Regions from separate parts of the Mus musculus genome. Here all the other regions are linked to region 1. Evidence: chromatin contacts called from public promoter capture Hi-C data. All regions are on one chromosome and are shown on one strand. Each heading gives the region's core, a stretch centred on a gene start, on an enhancer-like site or on the middle of the called end of the contact. The rest is flanking DNA. Distances are from core to core; before and after follow the strand shown.

Region 1 (4,569 bases), core at 1,478-3,977:
TGTGTTGGGGGGTAGTTAAGAGAGATTTCTGACTAACACATCACACCAGTAGACAGAATCTGCAGGTCACTCCAGTGCTACCCCACTCCTTCCTTCCACAAATATTTACGGAGAGCCTGCAGACTGTTTTCTGTGACAGCACCCTGGATCCTCAGGCAGCTTCCTGAAGAGGAGGGAATCCTGGAGGCAGGAGGTGAGACAGCAGTTCCGCTCACCTCAGCCTCCAGCTGCCCTTGGCCTTTCCAGTGCTAAAAACCTCTCTCAACCAATGCCACACCCGGGCGTGGGAAGGAGGGTGAAAAGAAGTGGAGAGGGTGGGGTCATTTCTTATGCCCACATAAGCTCTCCTTTGCACCTTAGAAGAATTGAGGGGGCTACGTACTCAGAGGACCAGAGGACAAGGGTAAAATGTACTAAGGAGGGCTCTTAATTTTGGACAATGGGGGCTTGCCTTCCCCAGTGTTGGGTTGGCTTTTCTCATGGAAGCCTCTACCCTCAGCTGTGGTGGGGCTTCGAGCAGTGACTGACACGGGTGACCCTGCCTAGGAGGGATTAGCAGTAAATGACGTCCCCGGCATTTCAGGCCTGTAATGACAGCCTTGTCATTAAATGGGGGAGGGGCAGAGGGATTTACGTTTCTGCATTTGCTTTTTATTTCAGTCCAGTGGATAACTGTACTTGTATTTAATATTTCCATTATATTTTACAAATGTAAAGGAATTACCTTGTGTGGGTACATTATAAAAGTATACCCCTGAAGAGGTACCCGGCATGCGCGTCTCTACTTGACTTAAATGGCTCTATCCCAGAGGACAGAGGGCCACATTTTACTCCCACCTCTGCAAGTCTGCACCAGAGACAGTCCCACTGATGCCCACGAGCAAGATTTATTTGATCTACATAAAGGTTGGTAGAATGGAGGAAGATGGTGTTTGGGCGCATAACTCAGTCATCCTGACCAGGGGAGACGCCTATTCTTAATGCATAGCACTGGCAAGGTCCTTAGCCTAAGAGCTTAGGCTGTGTCTTCATTTCTGGAAGGCTTGCAGATTCCCTCAACGAAACTCAACTGGTGGTCGCTCCTTGTCCTTAGAACCCCTCAGATGACAAAAGGGAATTCATATTAACCCCAGGTAACCTACAAGTCCTCACACCTGCGGGGATTCCTGGTGGTGTAACTGTCTTACACCATCAAGCGGGTCCCTAGAATGGCAGTAGCCACCCAGCCTTCCAATGACCACACCTATTCCCAGGAGTGTTTCTTTATTCAGGGTCCCTGGCAGCGTCTTAATTTAAGAGAGCTTCCTGTACCTCCATGCCCTGCCCTAGCTGGCTCTCAGATCCCCAGGGCCACTCACATGGTGACAGTGGTGGTGGGGGTCAGGAAAGTTGTACTCCACCTGCTCTAAGATATTGACTTGGGTGACAGAAACCTAGGTTTCCCTCCGTAAAAGAAAGTTGGCTACAGGCCTCCTGAGGCCTGTGGGAGGCAGCTGGGGGAAGCCAAGTGAGTGAGTCCGAAACCCCAGGATGGCGGAAAAACAACAGGCCTCAGGCCTAGGATCCAGTTGACCGCAGGACCCGAGACTTCTTTCTCCAAGTGTCTACCTGGGAGAGGCCCAGACCCAGGATACTGGCATTGGAGGTTTGGATCTGGATGAGCGATGGCAGGAGAGTGCCGGGAAAGCAAGTTTGCTGCGGGGGTTGAAGGGGGATGGGTGAAGGGGCTCCGACTTCGGGTGAGGGCGGGTGGAGCCGAGGAAGAAAGCGTCGGCCAGGCCAGGCGGCCAGGCCAGGCGGAGGAGCGCCGGAGCCGGCGGTATCCAAGCGAGTGGGAAAACTGGAGCAGCGGAGCCGCGGCAGGTCAGGCTACCCTACCGCCCACCCAGCCATCTCTAAGCCTCAACCCACGCAAGGCTAGGTGCTGGGAAATAAGGCTGGGTTGAAGCGGGGACGCATCCGACTGCCTGCGTGGCCCAGCCTTCCTCAGCAGCTGCCCACTCGGGTCCCTCCCAATCCTGTCCCTACAGCGCGCGCGTGACTTTCTCCGCCCTTGCTCCGGGGACCCCGGCGCGGAGGCCCTGGCTCTCGGTGTCGGGCTTCTCCAACTGATTCGTGTCCTTACTACACCAACCAGCCCGGATGGGCCTAGAGAGAGAGAAAGAGAGAGAGAGAGAGAGAGAGAGAGAGAGAGAGAGAGAGCACCGGTCCAGCAGGACGAAACAAGGTCCAGCCCCCTGCTTTGTCCCCCGCGTTCAGCTCAGTGTCCCGCACACAATAGGCACTCGGAGTATTTACAGGATGAACTACCAAATGAATGAACCACTGTATGATCTGAGAGATGGACGTTGTAGGGATGTCGGAGGCCCCAGGAAAGGCAGCTTGGTGGCCCAGGGAATCAGAGCTGCGGCTGTCCCCTTACCTCGTACCAGGATGCGGCGGCAGTGGTCTGTCTCACCGAGCGCCTGCTGTCCGTCGCTGTCCCCTCCGCTCTCCCTGGAGCCCGCAGGGCTGGAGGCGGAGGTCCCAGCAATCTCCCTCGGACTCGCGCTACCTGTGTCAGCACGCAAATCTTCCGCTCCGCGGTGCTCTCCGTGACGCCCGCTGCGGCCACCAGGCTCCTCCCGGCGCTTGGGGCCGCGGTCCCGCTCCGCGCCCCCATCGCCCATGCCCGCCGCCACTGCTGCTTGGGCCACAGCAGCCGCTAGTCCTAGCTCAGGGTAGCAGGTCCCTCCCTGCCCCTCCCCACCCCTTCCTCCATCTGCCCCGCCCCCTACAGGCCCCGCCCCCGTCGGCGATTGGGCGCGAGCTGGGGTTCCAGGACTCTGGGTGGATCCAGTAGGCGCAGCGCAACGGGAGTTCGTTCAGGGGGAGGAAAAAAGGAGGAGGGAGTGAGGGGAAGAGAGACAAGGGGAGGGAAAGAGGAGAAGGAGGAGGGATAGGAGGAAAAGAGATATGTGGAGAAGGGGGAGGGGATGGTGTCTTCGCGCCTCCTCGCGTGGGGCGGTGTTTAGAGCCTGGCAATGGGAGACTGGACAGCCCCGTGGTACAGAAGACCGCCCCACACCCTCTCATAAACTTTATTACTCCCTACCCATTGGTCCCTCTCGCCCTCTTCCCTCTGTTCCCTATATCTCCAGGGAAATGCACCTAGCTTTCAGTCTGGCTCCGCTTGATGGAAAACTCAGAGCTCGAGGAGGCGACCCTGACTCGACCCGGCAGAAAAGAGGAGGTTTGCTGGGCTCCGGAACTTGGTGCGGTGGGGGCGACGGTAGAGAGTGGGGTGTAGGTCTGGGGTTCAGGGCACGCGTCCCCCAACCAAGGCACTCACACTCAGGCACACAGAACAGCCACTTATTGTGGGGATCCCGCGAGTTTCGCCAGACAAGCCCGGGAGGCGGATGCTGTCCCCAGCCAGGGTGAGGTGCGGAGCTGGACCGGCAGACCGCCAGGTTGTACTGCCAAGAGCAAACGCTGGGCTCTCCCGCAGCTCTGAGGTTGTCACTCCTGGGACTGACACCTAGAGAATGAGACTGAGCACGGGCTTTTTTTTTTTCTCGCGCTTCTGTCCTGGAGCAGCCCCTTGTTCAGTGCCTGCTCCAGACGGATCTCTGGACAGGAGCCTGTGTCCTCTTGGCTACACGTTCTGCAGAGTCCCGCTTCTGTTTAGACAGTGTCAGGAAGTGTGGGGAACAGTCTCATTGTATTTGACTCAGCTTTAAAAAGAGGTTTGGGGGAAAGATTGAGAAGGATGGTGTGTGTAACCGAGGGTCTATGGCTCCTTTAAAGGCCAGTATCCCGATCCTTCAGACTCTTCTTCCTTTCTTCCACTTGCAGATTTGGAATAAACTAGGTACTAGGGGTGAGCCAAATGCTTGGTGTGAGTCCAAGCCAAAGTACTTCAGGAGATCCCAAGATCTGGTAGCGGGTGTCTGTGACCACCAAGGGTAGGCTTGTGGGGTCTCTGTCTCTGAGGTTGAACAGGTGTTGGGTGTGGGGAGTCAGTCAGTGCCTTGGTCTGTGGTGTGTGTGTGTGTGTGTGTGTGTGTGTGTGTGAAAACGGTTGGAGATTTTGGGAGAGGTGGTAGATGTGACTTGGCGATTCTCACTGATTCTTGTAGTGCTGGAAAAGGAAAGAACAGCGGTAAGAGAGGATGCCTGCTGGGCCCTATTCGCAAAGAAAGGAGCGGGGGTGGGGGTGGGGTATGGCTTCCATGGTGTGTAATTGGCCGGCAGAGGGGACAGTGTGGACTGTCAGTGCCTGCTGGTTGTATGGAAGAGAGAAGAGGGAGGGAAGGAAGGAGAGAATGAGGACAGGATGGGAGAGAAGAAAAGAGGGAGCTGAGAAAGCACCAGCACTTTGCATAGTTAAGGAAACCAGAGAACTGGAACCCATCTGAGACCTAGGCAAAGTGGCCAGCCTTGTACTGGTCCCCTCCTAGCCTGCCCTCTGGAGGGCAGTAGGACTTCTCAGCAGCCCCCACAGCCCCCTCCCCCATTGACCACCTTACCTGAGCCATCTGCATTTATCTCATCTCTGGCTTTCTCAAAGTATGCCCTACATCTAGT
Region 2 (4,569 bases), core at 710-3,209, 610 kb after region 1:
TGCTGAGCTCTGCCCACAAACCAGAGCAAGGTGGTCTGCAGGGTACAGAGCCCCAGAGCGACAGGCGTAGGACCTGGGAGGGGAAGGACAGTACCCTAGGGTTCATAGGTCACCTCCAGGAGAAGGCCAGCTTCAGAACAGAGGACAGGCAAAAGATAACAACTGCCCCGCCCCCTGCCCTCCCATTCCACACCTCCTGTCTCACCTGCAGGCGGACACAGCCTAAGTTCTGGCCTGGGCTGTCGAAGGCTATCCAAGAGGGGAGGAAAAAGCCGCTGCAGCAGCTCAGAGGTAGGAGACAGTGACGCAGGGCTGCTCTGACCACCCAGGGCTGATCCTAAGGCCTGGCAGAACCCTGGCATGACAAAATATAGTCTGAGGGGGTGCGCAACAGGATCCTTGGGTCACCCCAATGTCCTTTTCTCCTTACCTTGGTCCCAGCTGCAGATGACAGACTGGTGAAACAGGCTGTGACACAGAGACAACAGCTCCTTCTCACACTCCTGAGGCAGGGGTGCTGATGGGAGAAATGAAGGAAGCCTGGAAACAAATCCCTGGTGACAGCCCCTGCCGACTCCACTCAAGTCAGGCATGGTGGCTCTCCGGAGGCAGGAGGCTGAGACCAGCGTCCCAGGCCAGTGTGGACTAAAACCTAAATAAAGACTGCTATGGGAAGCTGCGTGGCCTTGGGAAACCCTAAACGCTATACTTTAAACTCGGGGAAGTTCATTCATTCAAGGCCCTGCGCTTGCTGACAGGCTGGAGTTGAGAGAGGGTAAAGGGAAAAAGACACCCTCACCACAACCTCCAAATGCCAGCTCGGACCCCTCGCTTACCTTGACACAGTGCCTGACTCAGCTCTTGTGCCATTGCTCTAGGGTCCTCCCAGGGTCCCACGCGTAGGTCCAAACACTTAGCACAGGCTGCCCACAGCAAGGTCCAATACTGGCTCCACAGGGCTCCAGGTCCCCCAAGCCTCAGTCCGCTGCTGTCGGTGCTAGCCACGCCCCCTACCAGGCCCAGCAGCCCGGGCAGCAGCTCTCGCTCTTGCTCGCACTGCCGACGGAGCTGCTCCTGCAAGCCCGATCCGCCACGGGCTTCAGCCAGCTTATCTGCCACCTGACAACCCCGCTCTGCAGCCAGGAGCTGGAGCACACGGGCCGCGGGGAATGGGCGCGCGGCCCCGGGGACGAAGTTCAGGGAATGTCCCTGCAGAGTGTGGTAGAAGGGAAGGGCCAGCAACAGTTCGGCTAGCTGGGATGTCAGGCCCAGGCTAGCGGGTGTCCGGCCCAGTGAACGAAGCTGCATCTCGATGGCAGCCTCCAAGTGCTGGGCAGCTAGCCCGACAGGGCGAGTCAGGAGAAGCGTCTCCCTGGAGCCCGGGAAGCCGAGGCGCAGAGCCGCCCCACGAGATGGGCACAGCTGTAAATCGCCGTGCAACTGCTGCAGGGAGAGGGAACCGGCCGAGGAGCCGGAGCGGAGCAGCCGCACGACCGCCTGCAGGTGGCGGGCGCAGTCCCGGGCCCGCAGGAGCTGCTCTCGCTCGCGGTGCAGACGAAGCAATGTGGCCCGGAGCCGCTGAAGAGCGAAGGGCATCGGGCCGCTTGCAGACGCGGGAGCCCACGGCTGTCTGCTGAAGTCCGGGCACGGGACGCTCACCGCAGCCAGTAGCCCTAGCCCTCCACGCCTCCCCTCGTCCCGCTCCTCCCCAGCGCCCACGGGCTGCGCCCACGACGAGGGTACGTTAGCGAGTGGAGGCAAAGGGCCACTAGAGCTGGACGCCCGTGCCATTTGCACGGCGAGTCCCAAACGAACCTAACGCTCGCCGCCTCCCCGCTTCCCGTCGCACTCCACGCCCGTGGGCGCCAGGACTCACCAGCTAGCCGGAAGTCTCGTGGTCTTACTGGGGCTCCGTAGCCACGACCTCTGCCCCTAACAAAGATGGCCACCCACTTACTCTTTCCCGGCCCTTAACGACTATCAAATTCTAGCTAGACTTTCCTGTCACCGTTAACGGGAGGTGGCGCTGATGCTAAATGCTGTAGGGAGAGTCAAGCTAGGTGTGACTTGACAGCAGGAGACCCATGTCTCCGCCATCCCTGACTTCCTAGTGTACCGCCTTCCTGCAGTCTGCCCTCTGGGGGTCCTGCGGCGGTCTACTACAGAAAAGAGGAAAGCGAGACCTCAGTTTGCTTTTGCTTTGATCGTTGTCTTCGTGTTCATTTGTGGGCGTGTTGTTGTTCAGTTCTCTTTGAATCTCACTGTGTATGTTCTTAGCTATCCTGAAACTCTCATGTAGACCAGGCAGGTCTCGAACTCAGAGTTGTCAGCCTGCCTCCGCTTCCTGGCTTAAGTTAAGAGTGTGTATGTGTGTCATCACAGCCAGCTTCAACTTCTTTTATGTTTTCTTTCAGTCATCTCTGAGAGTTTTGGGAAGCAGCTGGTTCGGACCCTACTCATAAAGATCTTAGGCAAAGGAACAGCAAGGGGTCCTCGGGCTGCTGCTGCTGCTGCAATGCTCTAAGCAGGCAAAATTGAGCATTTGAGGGTCTCCAGTTTGAGGTCAAGGCAGTAGTTACAAGTGCTTGGGAATATATTGTGAACAGAGGACAAGACCCCACAGCATGGAAAAGAATATTATTACTGCCCAGCACTAAGAGATTGAGGCAGGAGGGTTGTCTAGAGGTGGTCGACACTTGGCCAACATACTTTCAAGTTAGCCTAGGCTACAGTGTGAGACCCAGCCTCTGAGAGTGGTTTAAAAGGTTGGAGATAGGGGGTTAGATTCCTGAAGTAGTTGGTACAGTTACTGAGGGAGAGAGAGGATCAGATATGGGATCACCGAAAGACTAAGTAAATATACAGCAGTTTTCCTGGCCATTCACTTCTAGACTCTCAGAGTCAACAAGTCCTCAGGCTAAAGATCCAGGTTATGAAGGGACTCTGGCTAACTCTCATGTGGGCACTGTTCTGGCAAAACCATTCCCCCTGCCTTGCTAAACAAAACAAAACAAAACAAAACAAAACAAAACCAAAAAACATTGTTACATTTCTAAAACTAGCCAAGAGGTCTATTCCCTTATTTGGCCACTTCCTTCTTCTAAGGCTGACTACCAAGGTATGGCTATCAAAGTACTGAAGTCCAGCAATCAAAAGGCCCCCTTTAGTTTACCTAATTAGCATACCCGATCAAAATTAAACACCTCATCCTAACCCGGGTTTCCCCCTTTACTATCATAACTCCATTTGTCTATGGGCCACAACTGTCTCCTCTCTATCCAGAGGTAGTCCTTTGTCCTCCAGGATAAACACCCTTGCCCCTTTTGTCTCCTCTCCTTTGTTCCCTTCCTCTTTTTCCTGGTCCTCTATCTCCTGTCTTTGTCCCTTATTACCTGCCCTTTGTCACTCTAGGGCAAATAAATTTCTTTTGTGCTGAGAACTTGGTCTGGAGCAGGGGGCAGGGGCAGGTGGTCCTGAGCTAATACTGATCAGTTACAGGTCACATAAAAATTGGCCCCCGCCGTAGATTCATGAGCACCTGCCTCCAAAGTCAAGAAGTCTCAAAACTAACTAATTGAAGCTGAAGAGGTGCTTTAGCCTGACTGCTCATGTAGAGGACCCCTGTGCAGTTGGCTTGAAACAGCCTGTAACTCCAGTTCCTGGGGGCTCTGACATCTTTGGTCTCTGGAGGCACCTTCACATGCTTGCACATGCCCGCACTAAGATACATATAATTCAAAAATAGAAGAAAATGCCGGGCGGTGGTGGCGCAAGCCTTTAATCCCAGCACTTGGGAGGCAGAGGCAGGCGGATTTCTGAGTTCAAGGCCAGCCTGGTCTACTAAATGAGTTCCAGGACAGCCAGGGCTATACAGAGAAATCCTGTCTCAAAAAATAAAATAAAATAAAATAAAATAAAAAGAAGAAGAAGAAGAAAATATTTAAAAGTTATCTTTTATTTTGTTGGGGTTTTGGCTCATAACACAAACTTCTGTTTGCTTAATAAAAAATCTTGAGAATCCTTTTACAGTCGTCCTTTTATTTCAGACATGTAGTCATCCACTAGAATGTTTTGTTTTGTTCTGAGAGGGCTGGTGAGATGACTCAGCCAATAAGGGCACTCGATTCCGAGACTGACAACTTAAGTTTGATCTCTGGACCTCACAAGATGGAAGGAGAAACACACACACACACACACACACACACACACACACACACACACCAATAATAATGAAAAAAATCCTTCTTTTCAATGAATCAGCAGTATCTAGTGGAGGCACCATCCATACATAACACAGCCTGTCCCACGAGATGTATAAACAGGGGGTAAGGTGGAATTAAGGGGTTTCTCTCTCAAAAAAAAAAAAAAATTAAGCTAAGATCTAAAAGAGACAAGAGAGCCAACCCATTTTTCTGGGAAAGCACATCCCAGGTAGAAGACATAAGACATGCGAAGTTACAGATGGTGTTAAACTGTCTCAAGACAAGCTTTGGACAATGTGTGAAATAGGTTGGCCTTCAGTCAGAGGGGGCTGCCACTACCAAGGGGACATTAGCAAAAAAGCCTTAA
Region 3 (4,569 bases), core at 674-3,173, 550 kb after region 1:
CACCCCACCCCAAATAAATGTAACAAATCATTAAAGATTCCTGTGACGGCTTGAATAAGAACAGCCCCATAAATTCCTATTTGAACTGTTTGGGAAAGACTTGGAGGTGTGGCCTTGTTGGGAGGGAGGGAGTAGGGGCCAGAGATGAGGTTTCAAAAGCCCATCATTTGCAGTTAGCTCTCTTTGCCTCGTGGGCTCTCAGCTACTCCTCCAGCACCATGCCTGTCTGTGCTCCCCTTCGTGATGCTCCTGGGTGCTTAACCGTTTGGAACCGTGAACCCCAAATTAAACACTTCCTTTTATAAGTTTCTTTGCTCATGGTGTTTTGTGACAGCAAGAGATAAGTAACTAAGAAAAGCCCAAAAGTAACCTAGGGACATAATACTTCACAAAAGAGATGTAGATAAGTAATAATAATAATAAAAAAAATTGTAAAGAGGGCCAGAACTAGGTGTGGTGGCTCACAGCAATAAACCCAGCACTCAGAAGCCTGAAGCAGCTGTCATGTGTTCAAGGCCAGACTGGGCCATGAAGTGAGACCATGAAGGAAGATGGTTCCTTCCAAAATCTACCTCCAAATATAAGTTTTTATCTATCTACCTAATTGTTTCCTATTTTATATTCTCCAATATTCATTCTCTCAGGCAATCCGGTGTCTTCTGTTCTCTACATTCTCAGTTCCTGGCCTTGAATTCCCAGAAACCAAGCGGCTGCCTAGTTCTCCATCTAAAGCTTTGCTTCCTTAAGCCCAAAGCCAACGCAAAACCAAAGAACCGATCCCTTAGGCCTCCCCCCACAGCTAGGACAGAGATGTGGCGTGCACTTAACACAAGAGAACAGAGATATTTTTTACTCTTTCATTTTCTCGAGGTCCTACCAATCTGTTTTATTTTTTAAAATGCCTTGACTTTGGGAGTAAGAGAGTTGACCCCACATTGACCGCTCTTGCAGAGGGCCTGGGTTTGATTCTTAGCACCCATGTGATGGCTCCAAACTGTAACTCCAGTTCCAGGAGATCTGATCCTCTCTCCTGGCCTCTGCAGGCATCAGACATGAACACAGTACACAAACACACATGCAGACAAAACACCCATATACATAAAATTTTTTTTTGACTTAAAGGTAATTGGTTTTTGACCAGTGAGATGGGAGAGTGTTGGTATGGGAAGAAGCTATGAGTTCAAAGGCAACCCGGTCTATATTGTGAGTTCTAGACCAGCCAGGGCTACACATTGAGACCTTGTCTCAAAATAAAAGGCAAGCCATGGTTGCGCATGTGATTCCTTTAATCACAGCACTCTGGAGGCAGAGTTGAGTTGGAGGCCAATATGGTCTATATAATCAGACTGTCTCGATTTAAAAAAAAAAAAAGTAATAATGATAATAAAGTAAGTTTTAAGGTCACCCTCACAGTTGTTTGATCCATTTCGTAGTCCTGAAATTGTCAAGATAGTGATTCATCCATCAGACCCTCTTCCTAGTGCCTCTGGTTTACCCACCAACACGGGTTCCTGGTCAGAAAGGAATTACTATTTGCACTAGTGGTTCAGCTGTTTCCGAATTCGCTTGCCCTTGGCCTGGTCCAGCCGTTGACCCTTTCCCTCAGGGACCGAGGTACAGGCATGCCCATCTCGAACCTAGAGCTAGTCCACTGCCTCGATACCGGCCAACCCCAGTTCTTGCGCACTCCCTAAGTCTAGCTGAAACTCACCGAGCCTTCGTGACTCATTTTCGTGACAGTCACTCCAAGGCGGTGTTTCAGCTGCCTTCAGGACCCTCCATCGTTGTAGCTGCAGTGGCCGCGACCCAACGGTCTCCTCGGCAACCAGGCCCCGCTGAGGGTCCCTGGCGTGGTCCACGGTTGCTTGGTAACCGCGTAGCTGCGCGCCGCAAGTTCCAGCCACAGGCCACGCCCAGAGGCCGTGCGTCGGTGCGTCGTCTCTATGGTGGCGGCGGATTTGGAGGGACCTTAGGATCGCGGCGTCAGGCAAGGCACACTTGAGGGTGGTGGGGGTGGGTTGCAGGTGTGACCTCTAACCTTGGCGTGGGCCTTCAGGTAGCTAAGCTGTGGGAAGAAGAGCTGGAGACCACATTCTGCATTTTAGCTGAGACGTTCCGTACTAGCAGGTATTTACATCATCATTCTTATTGCGGGATTCCCTGGTGGCTGCAACACTCAACCCTGGGGCTCTCTCCAGCTCCGTGGGATCCTCTCCTCCTTGTGACTACTATCCATCACTTTCCTCGGGGATCCTATCAATCAAGGGTCTCTCTCAGTGTCTCCTGGTTGCATCTCATTGTCCTTCTCCCCTGTCCCAGTGTCCCCAGTGGCCTTCTCCCTATTTGTCGTGCCGTGACTCTAGGACTCTCTCTCTCTCTCTCTCTCTCTCTCTCTCTCTCTCTCTCTCTCTCTCTCTCTCTCTCTCTCAGAATGTTCCGCCGCGAGCGCTCCATCCCACTTCGTAGCTCTGCCGCCGCCCTGTCTAACAACCTCAGTGTACTGCAGCTGCCAGCCCGTGATCTCACGCATTTTGGGGTGGTTCATGGACCGAGCGCCCAGCTTCTCAGTGCTGCCCCTGAGGGTGTGCCCTTGGCCCAGCGCCAGCTCCACGTTAAAGAGGGTGCTGGAGTGAGTCCCCCACTTATCACTCAGGTAAGGCAAGGAGTGAAAGAGGTGTTGCTTAAATCAGTGCGATCCTTGTTCTTGAATACCTATCCTCTTGACGCCTTATGTCCTCTTCTATGATGCGCGTCTCTCCAGGTTCACTGGTGTGTCCTCCCCTTCAGAGTACTGCTGGTCCTCACCTCGCATCGAGGGATACAGGTGAGAATAGAACCCTCCTGCCCTTTCTCCAGCGCCACCCCCACCCAATAACACTTTTAGATGTCACATGCGCAGCCCACTCTGCCTCTATTTTTCGTCTTCTTTTGTTCCATTTTCTTCACTCTTCAATTCTGCATCAGCAGTTTGCTTCTGTTATTAACTCTGTGACCCTTGGGCACGGGTAGCCTCAGTGTCCTCCTCTGAAAACTATGGATAAGAATAGTGCCTGCCTCCCAGAACAGAGTTTGAGGATTCCAATGGACTTACCTGGCTGGGTGAAGTGCCCAGAACTCAACAAGGGTCATCTGGATCTTGCTCTCATCCTTGCCCCCATCTTCCAGATGTATGAGTCTGATGGCTCCGTCATGGTTTATTGGCACGCCTTGGACTCAGGCGATGCTTCTTCAGGTACCTTCAGGACCATGTGGAGCAGGGGTGGAGGCTGGGAGAATTCGCTGGGGCTGGGGGAAGTGCTGTTTCTGAGAGCTGCTTTTGTATTCAGTACAGGCTATGTTTGCCCGAGGAATTGCTGCCAGCGTCCACTTCATCTGTGTGGGTGAGCAGACTAGAGACAGGGCTAGGGCCTGTATGTGAAGTACATGATTGTGGGGTCTCAGCCAAGAGGATGCTGAGGGGTTGACGAACTTAGGAAGAGTTAGAGGGAAGCTGGGAAGGAAGGGTATCAGAGACTCTGAAAAACATTTAGAGAGGGATAGTGAATGGAAAGTCAGGCCTGTGGGAGTACTGAGTTTATTACTAAGACTTCTGGGATAGAGGGGGTGCTGGCTGTGGTGACTGGAGACCCAGAGGACTCAGGAAGCCATCAGTGGGACACTGGTTCTGGCTGCAGGAACGTGTTCCGGTCGAGTACTGGTCTTTGATATCCCCGCTAAGGGTCCCAACATTGTACTCAGCGAGGAACTGGCTGGGCACCAGACACCAATCACAGATATTGCCACTGAGCGTGCCCAGGGGCAGGTGAGTTCACTTCCTCCAGCGGTTCTAGTAGCCTGGGAGACTCCTTCACCCTTGGGAGGCCCAGGCGTGGGTATTAGCAATGCTAATAAGCAGAAGTGTGGCTTTGGGTTCATTTGTACGTTCTTAGAAGCAGCAACCTCAGGTCTGGAGAAAAACATACTTTCCACTAAGTGGTGTTTTATACAAATCCCTAACTCTTCTGACGCTGGTGTGAATCCAGAAGTTGGAATCTACCATCTCCCAGACGCTGCCAACCTTGTAGCTTCCTTCCTTTCCTGGACTTGAGCTAGTGCCCCTATTCTGACCCAGTTCAAGGCCAGTCTTTCCAGAAAGCTGTCTCCCAATTTCAACTCCCTCTGACTCTCCCTTAGCTTCACTCTGAGTAGGCCCGACTCTCATAGAAAAAACTCTCTTCTCCCCACTTGTATTGTAAACCTCTTGGGAACAGGGTATGGGGTTTTGTCATTTGTATCCTTCGGAGCAGCTAGTATGTCTGCCTGACACCAACCAGGTCAAGAGGTCTAGGGACTAGTGATGACTGTGGCCCACTGCAAAACCTCCAAAAAGTCAGGACATGGTGGTTTTAGTCTTCCCACCCATCCCAAAAGGACAATTGTACATCCTCTTCTACTCCACAGTGGGGATGGGGGTGGGGGTGGGGAGGCAGCAGTTGTGAGTGCATACAAGGAGCTGCAAGGAGTCTATGCTTGAGAGACTCCTGCAGACGTGTCCATGGTGTGAGCTGGTGAAAGAGCCACCTCTCACCC

Evidence for each region. Promoter capture Hi-C pulls out the DNA fragments that hold promoters and counts their contacts.
Region 2: a promoter capture Hi-C map of stem cell-derived epiblast-like cells shows a contact between it and region 1, with 2.8 times the contacts expected there. The contact joins the promoter of Ccdc142 here to the promoter of Vax2 in region 1. A contact is called at or near these places in 6 of 39 promoter capture datasets (cranial neural crest, embryonic stem cells, pre-B cells and 2 more) and 2 of 115 datasets of contacts at active chromatin or transcription factors (embryonic stem cells and large pre-B cells).
Region 3: a contact with region 1 is called in a promoter capture Hi-C map of stem cell-derived epiblast-like cells, with 3 times the contacts expected there. The contact joins the promoter of Wdr54 here to the promoter of Vax2 in region 1. A contact is called at or near these places in 8 of 39 promoter capture datasets (the C10 cell line, embryonic stem cells, hematopoietic stem and progenitor cells and 4 more), 2 of 484 Hi-C or Micro-C datasets (both in embryonic stem cells), 8 of 115 datasets of contacts at active chromatin or transcription factors (embryonic stem cells, large pre-B cells, memory CD8 T cells and 2 more) and 2 of 9 other capture datasets (adipose tissue and pancreatic islet).

Annotation. Positions count from the first base shown.
Region 1 is chr6:83,709,397-83,713,965 of GRCm38.p6, reverse strand. It overlaps Vax2 (ventral anterior homeobox 2), which reads right to left and starts at 2,727. Exons shown (of 3, transcript NM_011912.4): 1 at 2,423-2,727. The coding sequence starts at 2,669. Vax2os (ventral anterior homeobox 2, opposite strand) reads left to right here and starts at 1,765. Exons shown (of 6, transcript NR_002871.2): 1 at 1,765-1,863; 2 at 3,141-3,232. Gm32943 (a long non-coding RNA gene) reads left to right here. Exons shown (of 4, transcript XR_003956456.1): 2 at 1-193; 3 at 718-906; 4 at 1,042-1,168.
Region 2 is chr6:83,098,906-83,103,474 of GRCm38.p6, reverse strand. Ccdc142 (coiled-coil domain containing 142) reads right to left here and starts at 1,959. Exons shown (of 9, transcript NM_001081266.1): 1 at 837-1,959; 2 at 431-517; 3 at 206-355; 4 at 1-73. The coding sequence starts at 1,791.
Region 3 is chr6:83,153,733-83,158,301 of GRCm38.p6, reverse strand. It overlaps Wdr54 (WD repeat domain 54), which reads left to right and starts at 1,923. Exons shown (of 11, transcript NM_001362119.1): 1 at 1,923-1,987; 2 at 2,057-2,127; 3 at 2,431-2,653; 4 at 2,762-2,824; 5 at 3,166-3,232; 6 at 3,327-3,380; 7 at 3,675-3,802. The coding sequence starts at 2,432. It overlaps 1700003E16Rik (RIKEN cDNA 1700003E16 gene), which reads right to left and starts at 1,898. Exons shown (of 4, transcript NM_027948.1): 1 at 1,712-1,898. The coding sequence starts at 1,729.